Linked DNA regions of Sus scrofa: region 1 is linked to region 2. Evidence: chromatin contacts called from public HiChIP or PLAC-seq data. All regions are on one chromosome and are shown on one strand. Each heading gives the region's core, a stretch centred on a gene start, on an enhancer-like site or on the middle of the called end of the contact. The rest is flanking DNA. Distances are from core to core; before and after follow the strand shown. Region 1 holds the start of C6H1orf122. Region 2 holds the start of DNALI1 (axonemal dynein light intermediate polypeptide 1).

What was found. HiChIP or PLAC-seq counts read pairs in DNA pulled down with a chosen protein or histone mark.
Region 1: a contact with region 2 is called in an H3K27ac HiChIP or PLAC-seq map of alveolar macrophages. The contact joins the promoter of C6H1orf122 here to the promoter of DNALI1 in region 2. A contact is called at or near these places in 2 of 5 promoter capture datasets (fetal liver and liver), 3 of 47 Hi-C or Micro-C datasets (embryonic fibroblasts and retroperitoneal adipose tissue) and 1 of 2 datasets of contacts at active chromatin or transcription factors (alveolar macrophages).

The regions. Positions count from the first base shown.
Region 1 is chr6:93,832,486-93,835,305 of Sscrofa11.1, forward strand. C6H1orf122 reads left to right here and starts at 1,281. Exons shown (of 3, transcript XM_021095979.1): 1 at 1,281-1,418; 2 at 1,509-1,710; 3 at 1,963-2,440. The coding sequence starts at 1,384. The coding sequence ends at 2,058. YRDC (yrdC domain-containing protein, mitochondrial) reads right to left here and starts at 1,291. Exons shown (of 5, transcript XM_021095978.1): 1 at 767-1,291; 2 at 110-224. The coding sequence starts at 1,158.
Region 2 is chr6:93,610,605-93,613,543 of Sscrofa11.1, forward strand. It overlaps DNALI1 (axonemal dynein light intermediate polypeptide 1), which reads left to right and starts at 1,659. Exons shown (of 7, transcript XM_003361926.3): 1 at 1,659-2,365; 2 at 2,367-2,481. The coding sequence starts at 2,337. SNIP1 (smad nuclear-interacting protein 1) reads right to left here and starts at 1,565. Exons shown (of 4, transcript XM_021095969.1): 1 at 1,249-1,565. The coding sequence starts at 1,472.

The sequences.
Region 1 (2,820 bases), core at 31-2,530, 220 kb after region 2:
GGGAAAGGGCATCATCAGAAAGGCTGGAAGGGGTGGGCAATGGGTCTGACTTGGATCCTAGCAAAAGCCAAATGGCAAGAGTCTGGGGACACAAGAGAACCTGACTCACGGGAGTGAAGGGGTTCAGGTCCTTGTTGAGCTCTTCTGAGCGTTCCATCACCAGGGTCACTGGTCCTGGCAACAGGTCGTTCAGGAGCCCCTCAGGTACTCTCACATGGCAGTACCTGGGAACAAAGTGGGCACAAATCCAACCAAACGAAAGGCACTGCTGGTCCTATTCCAGACTCTAGGGAGATCTAGAAAAGGTGACCCTAGCGACTACAAGGGGATCCACCTGTCTTTTTTCTTCAAGCCCCCAAGAATTTGAGCAGAAGGTAGGGCACCAGTGGAGCATCCCAAGCTTGGAGCCCACATGCCTCTCGTCTCCGAGCTACAGCGCTTTCACGCTCCATGTTTTACTTTCTTCATGGCACTATTAAACTAAGCAATGTGGTCCCCCGCTTTTTTCTTAAACCGTGGCAGTCCCCCCCCCCCATTACCACGAAAGCGTCAGAATAGGGACCCCTACTGCCTCAATTATCGGTGCGCCCCCGAGCTCGTTTAAGGCTGGCAGACGCCAAGTGCTTCGCACACGTTTCCAGTTCCGGATTCCTGGGTGAGCATGGACAAGCCCCTCCCGCTCTCTGCGCCTCAGTCTCCCAAGCCTGTCACCGGAAACCCCTCCCGCGGTGCCGCCCCCAGCGGGGCCGGGTCGGGGCGGCCTCACCTGTAGACGTCGGCCACGCGGCCCAGGCATACGGCCAGCGGCTTGGTCTCGCTGCGGCCCTTGGCGAGGTACACGGCGCCCAGTGCTTCTGAGCAGCTCGCGGAGCAGGCCAGGCCGTACAGCGTATCGGTGGGAACGGCCACCACGGCGCCGGCGCGCAGCTCGGCCACGGCGGCCCGCAGTGCCTCGGTCCAGCCGGCGCGCTCCGGGCTTGCGGCCCGCACGGCCCCGCTCCCTGGGAGCCGCAACAGCCGGGCCCCCGGCGCTGCCGGAGCGGGGCTCGGCGGGCGGAGGAGACGCCCGCTCCGGGCGGAGCCCGCCGGCCCCTCGCTCAACCCCATGCTGGCAGCCACCGCGGCCCTCAGCCCCCTGCACGGACGCGCCGGAGACATCCGCCCAGACCCACTTCCGGGAGGAAGTGACGCGCCCACTCAGCTTCCGGTTCGAGAAGCTCGGCCCCACCTCCGCGCCGGGCAACTTAAAGGGACCGCGACCCCCAGGAGGATTGAAGGAGACCGGTGGGGACGGGGCGGGGCGCAGCTTTGCGGAGCCCTGGCGCAGCGCTGGGGAGGGGGGGCGGCCGAAAGGGGGGCGGTGGTCGGGCCGCGCAGGCGGAGATGGAATGGGGCCCGGGCTCAGACTGGTCACGGGGGTGAGAGGGGGCCCGTCGGGGAGGGGGGAAGGGGCTCTGACCCCGCGCAAGCGCCGGCCCTGACCGTCTGTCTCGCTCTCTCCCGGGCAGGGAGGCTGCCGGCGTGGACCGTGGGAAGGCGGGGCTGGGGCTCGGCGGGAGGCCACCCCCGCAGCCGCCCCGGGATGAGCGCGCCCAGCAGCTGCTGGACGCGGTGGAGCAGCGGCAGCGGCAGCTCCTGGACACCATCGCCGCCTGCGAGGAGATGCTGCGGCAGCTGGGCCGCCGGCGCCCGGAGCCGGCTGGTGGCGGGGTCAGTGCCCACCCCGGGCTGGGCCTGGGAGGTGGGGACTACCCACTGGCCGCACTTGCTAGCCCTAGCTTTCCCTGGAGGGTGGAAGAGTGTCCCCACCGCTTTACCCCCACTGCCTTTCATCTGGATGAGAGGCTTTGAAAAAGTTAAGTGCTATCCAGATGCCAAGTGGCCATCTCTTGCGGGGGCCTAATCCAGGGCCTTTCTTCCCAGCCTCACTTTTTTTTCCCCCCCCCAACCTGTTCCAATCAGAACGTCTCAGCCAAACCTGGAGCGCCCTCCCAGCCAGCTGTCTCCACCAGAGGTGGCTTTCCAAAGGATGCTGGCGATGGAGCTGCGGAGCCCTGACCATCTCCGAGCGGGGCGCCCTGACTTCTCTCCCTCCCCGGGGCTGGTGGCTGGACTCTGAACAACTCCCTTTCAATAAAGGGGCCAGTCTTCACTGGCAGTGGCTGGTATTTGGCTCTCAGCCTGGGGTGGCAGCTCTGCTGGCAGCTGGGTTCACTCCCACTTCATCCTGGCCGAAGGCAGTGCTGAGCTTTGAAATGTAGCCAGCGAATACCCAGTCTGATTATCCGGATTTGGGCAGGCCAGCAGTGCTTGCCAGAGTGGTCTGGCCTGCTTTGTGGGATCCAGGTGGTGTTACATGTCCATTTCATGCTTTGGGGGCTCTTAGCCCCAGGAAACACTTTTAGCAGAGCCTTGATTAAAAGGAAACCTGCAGACTCTCCTGGTGACCGACCTTTTCCTTTCTGTCCCCTGTCTAAGACTTTGATGCCTGGGGATGGGGGGAAGCGGTTGAAAATGGACAACCATGGGCAGGGATGGGAAAAAAATGCCACAGATACTACCAGGTTTAAATAAGCATTTAATTAGGATTTCATTAGTATTTAATATTGCTTTTTCAATTCCAAAAAGTTAAATTTTCACTTCTTAGCAGATATTTTAAAGTACAATATTAAGTTTTTACAAAATGAGCAATTAAGCAAACACCATTATTTCACATTCTTCAAAAATACAAATTCTTTTTGGGTTTGGAGGTTTCTTCCTTTGGAAGTACTGAACCTGTAACGTTTTCACATCGCTCAGTGGAAGTCCATTGTTCCCATG
Region 2 (2,939 bases), core at 409-2,908:
ACCGGATCCCCTCCCCTCCTCCTTTTCTAGAAGGAACACAATTAATTCCACTTCAGGATCTTTGCACTGCTTGTTTTCTCTGATTAGATCTTTACAAGCCTGGATTATTTTTATCAATCAGGTTTCAGGTCAAGTGGCAGACTTTTCACAGAGAACCACTTCTCTCCACTCTCTATGACATTACTGTCTTAACCTATCCCTAGTACTTGTTACTAACAAATTATTTTCTTTATTTCCTTGTTATTCTGTCTCAGGGCTAGAGCATCTCAGTTTCACCAGGGTAGAGATCATCTATCATGCTCATTCTTTCCACCCCAATACCCAGGACGGCCTGCCTGCCTGCCTCATATTTTCTTTTCTTTTTCTTTCTTTCTTCCTTTTTTTTTTTTTTTTTTTTTTTGTCTTTTTAGGGCCACACCCTTAGCATATGGAAGTTCCCAGGCTAGGGGTCAAATCAGAGCCACAGCTGCTGGCCTACGCCACAGCCATAGCAACACAGGATCAGAGCCGCATCTTCGACCTACAATGCAGCTTATGGCAACGCTGGATCCTGAACCCACTGATCGAGGCCAGGGATGAATTCTACATCCTCATAGTCCTCAAGAATACTAGTCCAGTTCGTTACTGCTGAGGTACAATGGGAACTCCCATTATTTTCTTTATTTCAGTTTTATCTGTGTATAATTTTACAGTTTGATTCAAATTCCACATATACATTTATATTTTAAAAAATTGTACATAGCTATTTTCCACATTATTTTATAACCTATGAGGTCTTTAGCACATAATAAGTACTCGACAAAACTATGTCGAATGAATGAATAAATTGTTCGCAAAAGACAATTTCCCCCCAGAATATCAGACAGATCACCTAGGCTCAGGATATGAAAACTTCTTGGGGCAGATAACTGAAAAAATAACCCCATTTGGAGGCAGGTGGGAAAAATCTTTCATTTCAACATAAACTATCATTGTCATCAGCTGGACCATACTCGGAGAAATGCTGAGCACACAGAGATGAAGGAGCAAGAACTTGCCCATCAGGCATTAGGCGTTTAACGCCCAGGTATAACGCAAGTAACAGGTATCAGAGTAAACGTTAACACACTCACAACCGGTCACTTCTATCGCCTTAGGATTAATTCAAGCTGCCGCGCTCAGCATTCAAGGTGTGCTCCTGGTGCCAGCCCTGTCCCCCTTTCTCAAAAAGCCCGACCTCAGGTCTACCCCAGGCTGCTTCCCACTTACCGGCTACCTCCTCGAGCTCGGTTCCCGCGGTGACCGGGGCGGCCTGACTCGCCGGCCAGCGGGGAAGGGCTACCGCCGGAGGAGTCCGGACGGCGATGGACAGGAGGCGCGGATTCCGGGCTGAGGCGCTCCTGCTTCACCACCACCGTCGCCGCCGCCACCATGTCCCCGTCCCGGTGCCTTCGCCGACTTCCCCGCTCCCGCTCGCTCTTCACCTCCTTCATGCTGTGAAACGGCTGAGCCAAGGAAAAACAGGACCGTCGCGCTCCTCTCCGTGAAGGAAATGACGGACTTGAGTCCTGGACTTCCGCTTCCGGGTGCGCGCTCTCCCAGAAACCCTCGCGGCGGATAACGCGATCAGAATCCCGAGTGGGCGGGGCCTTAGGGACCCGACTCTGTGGGGCGGGAGTTTTAGGTTTCAAAAACAAATTGGGGGGAAAAAGCTCCTCTCAAGGTTGTTTGTTGACGCGTTATTACTAGTTACTAAACATGGGGACAAACTACACATCCAGCAGTAGAAAAGAGATTATGTCACCATTTGCAATGGTATTTACAAACTATACGACAAATGGAAAAAAGTCTGACTTGTTAAATGGAAGAAGCAAGATGCAAAATTGTGCGCAGACTGTGATGACATTTACGTTTGGAAATACGAAGGAAAGGGGAAGAGAAGGAAATGCAATCACAGATCGTAGCCCGGGCAAATCGTCGGCCGGGCAAATCGTCGCCATTTCTCCATTAAAGGCAAACTCTTTTTAAAACCTGGGAACTTTAAATGCCTTCCTCTGGGAATCTTCCTCAGCCTTCACTGAGGAGTCAAATGATTCCATTTGCGGGTGACAAAATCCAGGATCAGCGAAAGTGATCTGCGCCTTACTCAAACCGTGAGCTGGACGCAGCGAAGGGATCCAGAACTCAAGTTTCCCCTGCTTCCAAGAGTGCTAAGGCGATCCCGGTGAGCAGGAGGCTTGACAAGCTAAACGCAGGAGAACTTTCCTCGAAGGTTGAGCAGAAAGAAACTCTCGAGCTGCTGGCCCCGCCCCGCCTCGAAGCCCCGCCCAGGCCATGAGGATGTCAAGGACGTTTCCATGGCGACGGCAAACACTGCCCTGACAGGAGGGTCGCTGCTGTGCTGCTACCCTCGCCGCCGCCATGATCCCCCCCGCCGACTCTCTGCTCAAGTATGATACCCCGGTATTGGTGAGCCGCAACACGGAGAAACGGAGTCCCAAAGTAAGGAGGAGTCTCAGGATGGGGGAGCTCGGAAACTCCCACGGGGAATGACAGATCCCTGCCTTGAGGATTGGGAGTCCCAAGGGACAGAGGGTGCAGTGACTGGGAATAAAGGGAATTAGGACCAGGCAAGGAGGGTGGGAGAGCGGTACAAGAAGCCCAGATGTTGGGTGATCCTAAGGGCAGATTTAGGATGGGAAAAAAAGTCACAGAGAGATGGATGGGGCTCCCTGCCCTATCCAGGTAGTGTACAAGGATAGATCTGATAGTGACTGGCCCCATCTCTAAAGGTAAGAAAGTAAAGGCCTGAGCAACATCTGCACAAGGAGATAGAAGCATTGAGTTGGGGTGGGACCAGAGATTCTTCATGGCCTCCTTCAGCTCTGAAACATAACTTCTAATGAGGAAGAGTGATCTGAGAATGGGGGAGAGGTATGCGAGTGACCCGGTGAAAGCCT